Regions from separate parts of the Rattus norvegicus genome. Here all the other regions are linked to region 3. Evidence: chromatin contacts called from public Hi-C data. All regions are on one chromosome and are shown on one strand. Each heading gives the region's core, a stretch centred on a gene start, on an enhancer-like site or on the middle of the called end of the contact. The rest is flanking DNA. Distances are from core to core; before and after follow the strand shown. Region 1 overlaps Fhod3 (formin homology 2 domain containing 3). Region 2 overlaps Fhod3 (formin homology 2 domain containing 3). Region 3 holds the start of Fhod3 (formin homology 2 domain containing 3).

The links. A called contact is a pair of places that touch in the nucleus more often than the background predicts.
Region 1: a contact with region 3 is called in a Hi-C map of kidney, with 2.2 times the contacts expected there. The contact joins the enhancer-like site here to the promoter of Fhod3 in region 3. A contact is called at or near these places in 2 of 12 Hi-C or Micro-C datasets (Schwann cells and kidney).
Region 2: a contact with region 3 is called in a Hi-C map of frontal cortex, with 4 times the contacts expected there. The contact joins the enhancer-like site here to the promoter of Fhod3 in region 3. A contact is called at or near these places in 10 of 12 Hi-C or Micro-C datasets (the A7r5 cell line, Schwann cells, frontal cortex and 5 more) and 1 of 1 datasets of contacts at active chromatin or transcription factors (oligodendrocytes).

What each region holds. Positions count from the first base shown.
Region 1 is chr18:16,403,604-16,407,134 of GRCr8, reverse strand. The region is part of intron 3 of Fhod3 (formin homology 2 domain containing 3); the gene reads right to left. Among named protein-coding and RNA genes, the nearest start is that of Fhod3, 140 kb to the right of the region's middle. Within about 2 kb of position 1,469, at least 4 of the 93 cell types and tissues checked have an H3K27ac peak or open chromatin away from gene starts, as enhancers often do. A contact at or near this core is called in kidney, where this site is marked.
Region 2 is chr18:16,513,945-16,517,710 of GRCr8, reverse strand. The region is part of intron 5 of Fhod3 (formin homology 2 domain containing 3); the gene reads right to left. Among named protein-coding and RNA genes, the nearest start is that of Fhod3, 250 kb to the right of the region's middle. Within about 2 kb of position 1,335, at least 6 of the 93 cell types and tissues checked have an H3K27ac peak or open chromatin away from gene starts, as enhancers often do.
Region 3 is chr18:16,266,170-16,270,081 of GRCr8, reverse strand. Fhod3 (formin homology 2 domain containing 3) reads right to left here and starts at 2,071. Exons shown (of 28, transcript NM_001415720.1): 1 at 1,777-2,071. The coding sequence starts at 1,941.

The sequences.
Region 1 (3,531 bases), core at 220-2,719, 140 kb before region 3:
TTTCATGTTTGGATTCAAGCCAAAATTCTTACAAAAACTAGATATTCTTAACAAAGCTTGTGTTTACTACACAGCTTTGAACCACATCTGAAGATGCTCTCCCCAGCCAAGATGCTCTCCCAGCCAACAACCCTACCAAATATCTGTAACTGCCAATGAGGGACACAGGACAACCCACTAGGAGATGCTTTCAACCTCCTTGAGTCATCTGCATGGCCATGTCTCATGCGGTGTCAGATTGCCAAGAAAGCCAAGTCCAACACCAGGTTATTCCTCTGGCACTGGAGAACTCGCTGAAGTACCGTGAGTACACCGTGAATGAACAGCCTGTCTCTTTCTGTGCGATAGCTAAACTTTTGCGATAGTGACAAGAAGGACAGGAAGATGGAGATAGATGGAATGGAGGATAGAGACAAAGCTGAGCTTCAGCAGGTAGGGGTGGGAAGAGAGTCTAACTCAATGGGTTACAGTGCTCTGTGAGTAGGGCCCTTTAGGAGGTTAGCTGGGGGAAGAGACAAGAGATGGCTACTCATACTGGACACACTGAATAAATTGCGTGAGACAAGTCATCTCATGACAGAAAGAAGGTGTTACTCTTGGTTCTGTGATTCTTTCCCATGTGGCTGGGGAAGACCAGGGAGTTAGCAGGGCTTTCTTACAATGTTGAGTTCAACCCTCAGAACTCAGTACAAGAAGGCGATGGAGTGGGACTCTCTCTGACCCCACCATTAACTGCCACACATGGAGAAGCCATAGGCTAGTGACCCTCTCCCCGCCATTCCAGGAAGAACCTTGATAATCTGTTTAAAACTTGCAAGCTGCTTGATGTCTATAACCCTATTCTTTTTATTCTTATCCATGACGCAGGAGCCCATGTTGTTTCACACACACTCACACAAAATAACCATTTCGTTTCTAAATACTTTCCTTCGTGCATGTGTGCACCTGAGCATAGTATGTGCACACATGTATGTAAACATGCATGGGGAGACCAGAGGCTGGCATGAGTACCTTTCCAATCACTGCCCATCTTATTGTTGAGACAGGATCTCTCACTGCACCTGGAGCTCATCAGTTGAGTTTGGGAGCTTCAGTGATCTGCCTGTTGCCACGCTCCTTCCACCCAGTTCTGGGGTTACAGATGTGTGTCCCCCATGTCTGGCTTTCCACAATACTTCCATCCAACCCCAGACTGGGTCATCTCCTCGGCCCCTCTATCCTAAATATTTTCTATTGCATGCATCCAATGGAGCTTTCCCTCTTGATCTCTCAAGGAGAGAGGGGAAACCATCGGCATACACAGCCTGTAACCCTGGTCTGATAACGCACGGCTCCCTGTTCCCTGAGCGATAGTCTGCATTTGCTGCAATCACCAGTCAGAAGTTGATCTGTCTCAGACCAGCCAAGGTCACACGAAGAGGGAAAATCTTGCATAGCTAAGGGGTTTATTTGAGGCTCGTGGTTAATTATAATTGTCCTAGGAGCCAGAGTCAGGCTCACCTGTCACCGTTCACTGCTCAGAACAAAGCAGTTCAACAGGAACCAAGGCTGCACTAACTCCACAGGGGGCCTGGAAAACACTGGAAAAGTACAGGTGGCGGATAAAAATATGCAGGCATATGCAAGGTGCACTCTGGAGGTACACGTCTTTCTCAGTTATGTTTACACACAGAGATTCTGCAGAAGGGTACAGGGCCCTGTATACTCCCGTCTGACTGCTGGCTCTCGTCAGTCAGATGGCACCCGATGGGGGAAGGGCAGGAGAACCAACTCCAAGTGGAAAAGGGCATGTTTGCTGCTCTCCTGAACGCCACAGCCCAGTCTGCTCAACCTGCCATCGGACCAGCCAGAACCAAGGTCTGTGCTGTTGAAAAGTGTGTGCTGTGGTAGCCGTTGGCTCATCCCGGAGTCTGAGACGGCAGGGCATGGATTAGGGTTTCCTGGGATCTTACTACATAGCCCAGGCTGGAACACGTAATCTTCCTGCTTCAGCTTCCTGAGTGCTGGAATTGCAAGTGTGTGCCACCATGCCTGGTTAGTTTTTTAATTATTTCCTTAGACACATTTACTAAACTGTGATACTGAAAGAGGTTTTATAAATGCAAGCTTAGGGACTGAGAAGATGGCTCAGTAGACAGAATATTTGCTGCGCAGACCCTCGGGACACATGCGAAAGCTGGGTGTTGTGTAACCTATAATCTCAGCACTGGGAGGCAGGAGAAGGGAGCGCCCCAAGCTTGCTAGCCAGACTAGACGATATTCCAAGTTTATGGGAGACCCCAACCCCTATCATATTTTCTTAGGAAGTCTGACAGAAAGTGATAGAGAAGACACTCAACATCAATCCCTGGCCTCTACATACATGTGCCCAGGCATCCACACACATGTGTGGGAACACATGTAACACACACACACATACACACACACCACACACACATATACACACACACATACACACACACATACACATACACACACACATACACACACACCACACACACATACACACATACCACACACACATACACACACATATACACACACCACACACACATATACACACACACATACACACACACACCACACACACACACACCACACACACACACACACATACACATACACACACACACATACACACATACCACACACACACACATACACACATACCACACACACATACACACATACCACACACACACACATACACACATACCACACACACACACACACACACACACACACACACACAATGGAGGTTTATCCAATGCGTTAGAGCCATACCAATGGAAAACAAATCTCTCTTAGTAAAATACCATTAAGAAGTATTTCCTACTAAAAGAACTGTGATAGTTATTTTTACCATTCCACAGATATGACCAAAACAAAAGAAAAAAAAATCAATGGAAACACTGAGAATGCCTCCCATTTATTCCTCTCCTTCCATCCCAGAATATTTCCTAACTGCTTTTCCTTCAGCACTGAGTACTGCATGCCGGTATTGTTCCTAAGCCCGGGAGGCAGCAAGGCGGCCAGGGCTAGCCAGTCCCTCAGTTGTCAGGAAGGCAGGGTGCACAGGACAAGGTGCTTGGCTCTGAGCTGCCCAGGGCAGAGTGACTGCGTGCACCCAGGCTTCAGCAACGCTCCCAACACCCTGTCTGCTGTCATTTCCTCTCCTGCTTTGTCTCATATTGTGAGCTTATGCTTGCTTCTTGTCCACGCTATAAAAAGTGAGCGTCCTATCAGCAGGTGGGAGAGCCAACAGAGATAAACAACCCTGTGTTCTGAGACCTAAATAGAAGCATACTGGAGTAAGTTAGTTCCCAGTGTGCCTGTGTGGGGACAGCAGTGCTGGCTGAAAGTTTCCAGCTGGGGGCTAGATCATCTTCTTCCACAGACAAATTTAATTTGAAGTGATGGAATTGCTGGCACACCCAAACACATTGAGAAGATGTTTTTAAAATCTGTCAGAGTTCAAGTGCAAACAGGTACCCAAAAATATGAGACAAAGAAAAGTATCCGGATGTAAAA
Region 2 (3,766 bases), core at 86-2,585, 250 kb before region 3:
TCTTCCACTTGATTGTCTGGCCTAAATAACAAGCCTCGCCCAGTTTTCCCCGAGGGCAACTGTCAAAGAAATACTCTTTCAACACCATTACTCCATGAGAATTAAGTAGAGTAAGCTGCCAATTCTGGCCTGGAGACAGAAATTTAATCAGCACAAAGAGCTCCGATGAGGTGTCACAGTTCTGAATTCCCTGCTTGCATCGAACAGAATTTACAATGCAAATTTTCCAATTTTAGTAAATAGTACCAACCTTTCCCTACCCTGGAATGTTGATGCAAAAAAAAAAAAAAAAAAAAAAACCCACCAAGCTAGAACTGAAGTTACAAAACTTTGGGCTGAAGATCTTCTCAGAACATGTACACTAATTAGCACTGTGGGAAGAGTCCTTCAAGAACACTTACGTGGGTCTTTCTAGTCGGCCTTCCTTTCCTCAGGACATTATGGCACCAAATGGTCAGCCTCTTAAATCATTTGATGCCGTGTAGAGAGGACTCAATGTCTGTGTCTGGCGTGTTCACACACCTTCCCACCAGTAACATTCTCACCCTTCTGCTTGGTTTCAAAGACCCTTGCCAGCCACCAGCACAGAAATGGCCTCATTACACCACTAGGTAGCATCTATGTGCCCCAGCCTCTCTCAACCTTGCCTAGTCTACATTTGCCATAGCTAGATAAGGATCCCCAAATGGCAATCGATTAGTAGGTCTGAGCCTCCCGAACCTTTTGTCATATTCCTAGATCCTCTTTTGAAAAGTTCTGTTTTGTAGTCGTTACCAAGAACTCACAGAGACAAGAGACTTAACCCGAACACTCCCCAGAGCTCTCCAGCTTAAAAGTTACCATTTCCCTTCTAATGTTACTCAAGGCGCTTGCAGGGATGTTATGTAAAGTTTGGGGCACGAGGGGGCGCACTTCTATTAGGCATGTCCACCTGTTGGCGTTTCACAAATCTGCCTTATTAATAAGCAGGAAGGTAGAACATCTAAAAAAAATCTGGAGCACACTTCTGTGAGTTTAAACAGAAGCAAACCTTGTCCCAATATGTTAATTCTGTATCTGTATTTAAAACTCTAACCACTGAATTTTAACTTTCTTGAAAACCTTCGCTTAAGACATGCACTAACTTACAGAAACTCCTCTGATTCTCTCTCTTGTCATATTCCAGAGTGGGGATCTGCTGCTTATCTGAGAGGCCCACAGAACGCGTGTCCTGTGATTACCTTACAGCTAGCACCCCAGACACTGACGTGGCTCAGGCCAGCCCTCCTAGGCCAGTCACAGAGAATAGTCACTGCGCTGGAAGTCGTGAGCCACCCCTCTGCCATCCCTCCCTGAGGCCTGGCCTCCGCCGCCTGAGCTATCTAGATGTAGGTGTGAGTCTGGTTCGGGTGGCGGTGATGCTCTAGTCATACAGCTTGCTATGAAGACCTGCATTTGGTGTGAACCTTCCCCCAACCAGGCTCTTCCCGAAGAGCTCAGTTCCTGCTGCTAGCCAACACCGAAGGAGAAGCACAGGGAAAGCCAGAGTGCTGGCATCCTGAAGACTAAGCCTCCGCATTCTCCAGTGAGATGGACAGAGACAGGGTAGACGACTCTGGTCTCTGTCTGCCTGGTCTGCTTGCATCTAGGATCCAAATTGCTAGACCAGTTTTCCCACCCCCACTGGTTCGCAGCCAGCTATACACAGACACATGCTTCACAGGCAGTTTCACAAGCACAATCTGAACATTCTGCTACTATCTCCACTTCGTGTAGCATAAAAAGCAAACCCGGGACAAGACCTCTGTTTCTTCTTAGTGTACTATCTGTACTAAAGCTCTCCAGCGGGGAGACCTTCTAAAGTACAGATCCAGGGCGATCATCCCTAGCCCAACCCCCTAGTTAAATCTACACTCTCTGCAAGTGTTCTGTTTGCTGAATGTCCTCTAAGAATATGAGTTGATGAGATAGGACAGTGGTTCTCCACCTTACTAACGCCACAGCCCTTTCATACAGTTCCGCACATTGTGGTGACCTCCAACCATAAATATACTGTGTTGCTACTTCATAACTGTAATTTTGCTACTGTTACAAATCATAATGTAAATATCTGATCTGCAGGATGTCTGATATGAGACTCCTAAAGGGGGGTCATAAGCCATAAGTCGAGAACCTATTATCTAGAGCAATGGCAACACGTGCCAAAATATTCAGAACCAGAAACATTCCTCGTGGGACCATAATCCCCAGTTAACCAAACTTGCTGACTTACAGAGAAGGAACATGAAAAAAAAAATAACCTTTCTTTTAAAAGATGAAAAAACACAGTAATTTAACCTCTAGTGATTATGCAAATGCACTATATTATCTGGCTCCCAAACCTGAAATATATATATATATATGTGTGTGTGTGTGTGTGTGTGTGTGTGTGTGTCTGTGTCTGTGTCTGTGTGTGTATGTGTGTGTGTGTATGTGTGTGTGTGTGTGTTCTTAATAGGTACAAATGCAGTAACTGTGTGGTTATCTATATGTCATATATGTCATAACATGGACAGTCCTTATAAAAGACATTCTGCCAAGCAGAGGAAGCCAAACACCAAAGGACGGACACACATGGAGGGCCTGAACTTACGTGAAACGGCCAAATGAACCAGCCAAGTTCAGAGACCCAGAGAGGGGCTGAGGGGAGACTGGAGGCTTTGTCCAATGGATGCAGAATTTGTTTAGGGTGATGAGAGAATAGAAATAGTAGCAGTCATGATGACAAGGCATAGTGCTGACAAATGCTACTAGATGACACAGCCTTCAAAGACAAAAATGGTTTTATAATATACACATGCTTAAAATACCATCCCTACACAAAGGACAAAACCACGAAACATCCCATCAACGACACTACCTGGCTGAAAACGAAGGTCTAATAGAAGAAAATCTTAACAATGAGTAAGATGTTTATGGTCTTGGGTATCCTGGCCTTCTGACCTGACCTTTCCCACTCCCCATCCCCTAGAGCTGGCAGCACTCCCGTGTACACTGATACAGATGAACCTTACAGTCCTTGCAGGGCCACAGGCAGCAGGCGAGTGTGCACCCCCACCCTTCCTGCCGTCTTGGCCTGTGTAGTAGATTCCATCTATTTAATAGCTATTTCCTGGCAGCTGTAATTACACGCTCATTAGCTGAGAATTGTTTTGCCATCCGAAGAGTCAGGACTGGCTGCCGATGATTAGTATTTTGTTTTCATTTCTATAAATACACATGCATTTCACATGTCATCGCTACCGAAACTGAAGAAACACTTCAGACCACAGATTCTCTACAGGATAACGAAGAAGAAGAAGAAAGTTGGTCTTGGGGAGCAGGGGTGGCTTACAGACGACAATGGTGTGTGATTCTTCAAAAGCACTGGGGCATCAGCAAGTGTCTAGAACATCTTTGACACGAAAATTTCACACAATATATGGGTAATTAAGGAAAAAATGTATTCAAATACTCCTTAGGGAGATGATCATAAAAAAAAAGTTGTTGAACATTTCTTTAAAACCCTACAGCTTGGGCTGGAGAGATGGCTCAGTGGTTTAAGAGCACTGACTGCTCTTCCAGAGGTCCTGAGTTCAATTCCCAGCACCCACATGGTGGCTCACAACCATCTGTAATGGGATCCGATGCCCTCTTCTGGTGTGTCTGAAGACAGCTACAGTGTACTCATACATAATAAATAAATAAATAAATAAATAAATAAATAAATAAATAAATAAATAAATCCCTACAATTAAATGTGTTTCTT
Region 3 (3,912 bases), core at 822-3,321:
CAGCCGCCTGCTCTGCTCCTGAGTGCTAAGACATTCAGTGTACAAAAGCAAATGAAAATACTGCTGGTGTCTTTAGCCAGAAGATTCCTAAGACTGAGCCTGGGTAGCTAATCTTCTTGTGTTTGTTTCACAAGGATACCTTGGGAAGTTTGGGGAGGCTGCTGTACTAACAGCTTCTGGTAGGGGGTAGTGAGGAGCATCAGGATTTCCTGCCCTACCAGGAACACTAGATCAAGACTATGGGAACGTAAAAACACACTTGAGTTCGGAGCCCGAAAGGTCAACCCATGGATATAGGGTTTGAGATCCAAGGAAACCACTTCAAGGTCACAGGGCCACAATTATGAGGCTTCTGTGGTTTCAACAAAAGATCACTGTAATCTGAGACCGTGATGAATGGAATAACCATGAAGTGGAAGACACTGTAAAAAAACTTTTAACTGAATCCACTGCTGAAGATGGGGCAGGAACTTACTAAAGCGATTCTTAAGCCTCTGTCTCTCTGGGTATGGTGCTCCATGATCAGAAAGAATCTAAGAATCTAGCCACTCCGCACCAGTACGGAAGGAATGAGAGGGATCTGCCCCAATCCTCATTCAAAACAAACGGGTTAGTTACTAGTGGGAGGGACGGAGCACTAAGGAACTGGGAGCAAGAGGGCACCACTACCAAACATTTGCACGGCCTCCTACTTTCCTTTCAAAACAAGTGGGCATCTTAACCGAAAGCCCAAGGATTTTTCGAAAAATCACTTTTGCTCTTGAAATTAAGAGTTCTCTCTCCCAAATGTTTGTCCATGTTGATTCTCAAGGAATTATTTAACTCAAAACTTTGATGTGGACCTAAACAGAAAATACATCAAGGAGGGAAACCGTTCAAGGTGCAGTCAATCTGTGTAAGCGGGAGGAAAGGTTTTCCCGGGGAGCTAAATGATTAGCTTCCAATGCCTGGCTCTTCACAATCACTTTGCAAGACGCCTGGCCTCCTTCAAAGGGTTAAAAAAGAAAGAAAAGACATGAAAAGAAAACTCTAACGGGTGGACTGAGACGCCATTCTTCCCAGGGGACACTCACTTGGGGCTCCTGGGCCGAGGCTTTGTGCGCCCCTTGCCCGCGCCCCCGCCCTTCCTCCCACAGGGGCTGCTTCTCCAAGGTTCCTGAGGCCACCTGCTCCTCGGAAGAAAAAAAGAAAAAACGGGATAGTGTGAACGCTAGTTATCGCAGTGCGCGCCCCTTCCCAGAGGGAAGAGGGGGAGGTGTTCCCGGAAAGCGTGCTTTGTCGCGAGGGTCGCCCAGCCGCCCACAGTGCCAGGGAGGCCCAACAGAGCTTCTGACCCCGGCATCTTTCAGGGCTCTCTTCAAGAAAACCGGGTTCCGCAGTCCCCAGGGCTCTTTCCGCGCTCGGCTCTGGGCCAGGCGGGGTACCCAGGTTGATCGCCCGGGCGACCAAGCTGCACCCCGCCCACCAGGCCGAGCTAACGGAGAGGCCACGGAGATCCTAATGCAACCCGCCTCCGGCCGGCATGGCACCTGCTGGGCCCCGCTCGCCCTAAGATCTGCACTGGGGCATAGAGCTGTCCTTCCCGCCAGGCACAGAGAGTCGTGCGCTAGCTTCTGGGTGCTCCTGGCCCCTTTGCCTAAGCCTCAGTGGCATATGCCCTTGGGCGCGTGTCCCTAGGGCCTCGACCAGTTCAGCCCGACTTCAGCGCCCTCACCCCGGCAGGCACAGCTGCAGGGGTTGCGTCTCCAGCCTCCCACCTATCCCTCCCGATCTTACCTTGTGTGGCGCCCTCAGCAGCCGATGGACCCCGGCCAACTGGGTGCCCAGAGCCAGGTCCTCGCGGAATGTGAACAGCGGTGGCCGGCTGGGCTCTGGGAAGTTGGTGCTGTTGAAAGGATCGGTGTCGTCCAAGAACTGCACGCGACAAGCCAGCGTGGCCATGATGCATCCCTGCCCCGTGGGGCACGGGCCCCGGGGTCAGCGGGCCGCGCAGGCGGGGGCGCCGGGTGTGTGCGGAGAAGCTGCCGCCGCCGCCGCCGCCGCCGCTAACAGGCTCGCGGGCTAGCAGGCTACAGCGCGCCCGGCTGCAGCCAGGACTCCGGCCACGGGGGGCGGGGCGGGGGCGGGGCTGCGCCCCCTCCTCCTCCCGCTCCCCCTCGGGCTCCTCCCCTGCTCGGTTTACCAGCCACCGGACCGGGCTTCCCCGACCTTCGCGACCGCTGCAGGGACAGGGAATGAGAGAGCTACAAGCGCAGAGTCGGCAGCCCTGAGCCTAGCAGCAATCAACGCGCAGGAACGCCCCTGCGCAGAGCTCTCTGCACGTGTGCCGGTCGCCCAGTTACGGACGCACCAGCCTCGGAGCGCTGGCTCTAGACTGGGGACAAGGCAGTCTTCAGACTATGTTCCCCCTAGAACAGGGCACAGCACAACCCTTCCCAGACGAGAGCGACAGAGCCGGTCTCCCTGTTGCTGGGCACCCAGAGACCCGGGAGCAAAGCTCTCTGCAGGCCTGTGACTGGGAGATAGCGATCCTAAGCCCTGGAGAGGATTCCAGGGAGGTTTGCGCCGGAGTGAAAAGAAGCTAAGAAGGGGGGGGGGGGGGGGGGGAGCGGAGGTTATGAATCCCAGCAGCATTTCTTGAGCCAGGGAACCTGCAGTGAGAATTGGAAGACTGCAAAGAGAGGCTCGGCGACCCCAAAACTGGGCCCGGACAGCTGCCTGAGAGTTATAGTTGAACCTGTCCATTATCACCCCTCTCCTCAGTAAGGTCTAACTTGACCTTCTGCGACAGAGAAAGAAGGGTGCTTCTAGTCAGACCCCGGAATGGTGAAGATGCGGAGAAGAACCGGACTGGGAGTTAGGGGGCCTCCCTCGCAACAGGGACTTGGCATGTAGCTTGACAGCCTGCCTTCTTCCTCTAGGCTGGCAATACCATGCAGCAGATCACCGTTCTCCTTGCTGCTCACGGGCGACCCCTTACGTTTCCAAAGAGAACTGACTACCTTTTCCATTCCCAGATCACATTACTGATACCTAATCCCTCTCGGTCGCCCTAATAATCAATATATCCAGCCGTTCTTCACACCCATGATGCCTCCATAGTACGTCCCTCTCCCTTTTCTCTGGTTTCAAGAGAAAAGAAACCCTTGCCCTTCACTTAGCAGCCTCACTCGAATCTTTCACATGCATTCTTTGTGGATTCCCCACAAGTTTGTGTGTGTGTGTGTGTGTGTGTGTGTGTGTGTGTGTGTGTGTGTGTGTGTGTGTTTCAATGTAGGGCCCTATCCTGAAGATTTCCTTTGTGGCTCTTTTAGCTGGGTATAATGCACACCTCACTCAGGAGGCAGAGGCAGGCAACTTTCTATAAGTTTGACGACAGCCTAATCTATATAGTGAGTCCCAGGACATTCAAAGTTACATAGTAAAGAGATTCCATCTCAAAAGCAAGGGTAGAGGCATTGATGAAGTTCCTCCTGGCCTCAAATTCATGATCCTCCTGCCCCAGTCTCTCTAACAAGGTGATGCACCATACTGGAATCATACTTTTTTGGATTTGTGATGGTTAATATGTATTGTCAACTTGACTGTATTTAGAATCGCCATGGTAACATGCCTCTGAAGCATTATAGAACGATGTTTGCAGGAAAGTTTGAGTGAGGAAAAGAAGACCCACCCTGAGCTGTGGATGAAGCTACCACCATGGGCGAGCCCTAAGTAAGAGAAAGCAAGCTGCGCAGGCATCCATCCCTGTGTTTTCTGACTGTGGAAACAACGTAGCCACCTCACACTCCAGCTGCCTGCTTTCCCTGCCATAAAAGTCTAGACCCTTTCTTTACTATGAGTCCAAAGAAAACTTTCCCTCCTTAAGTTGCTGTGCCAGGTGCTTTATCTTAGCAACAAGGAAGGAACTAA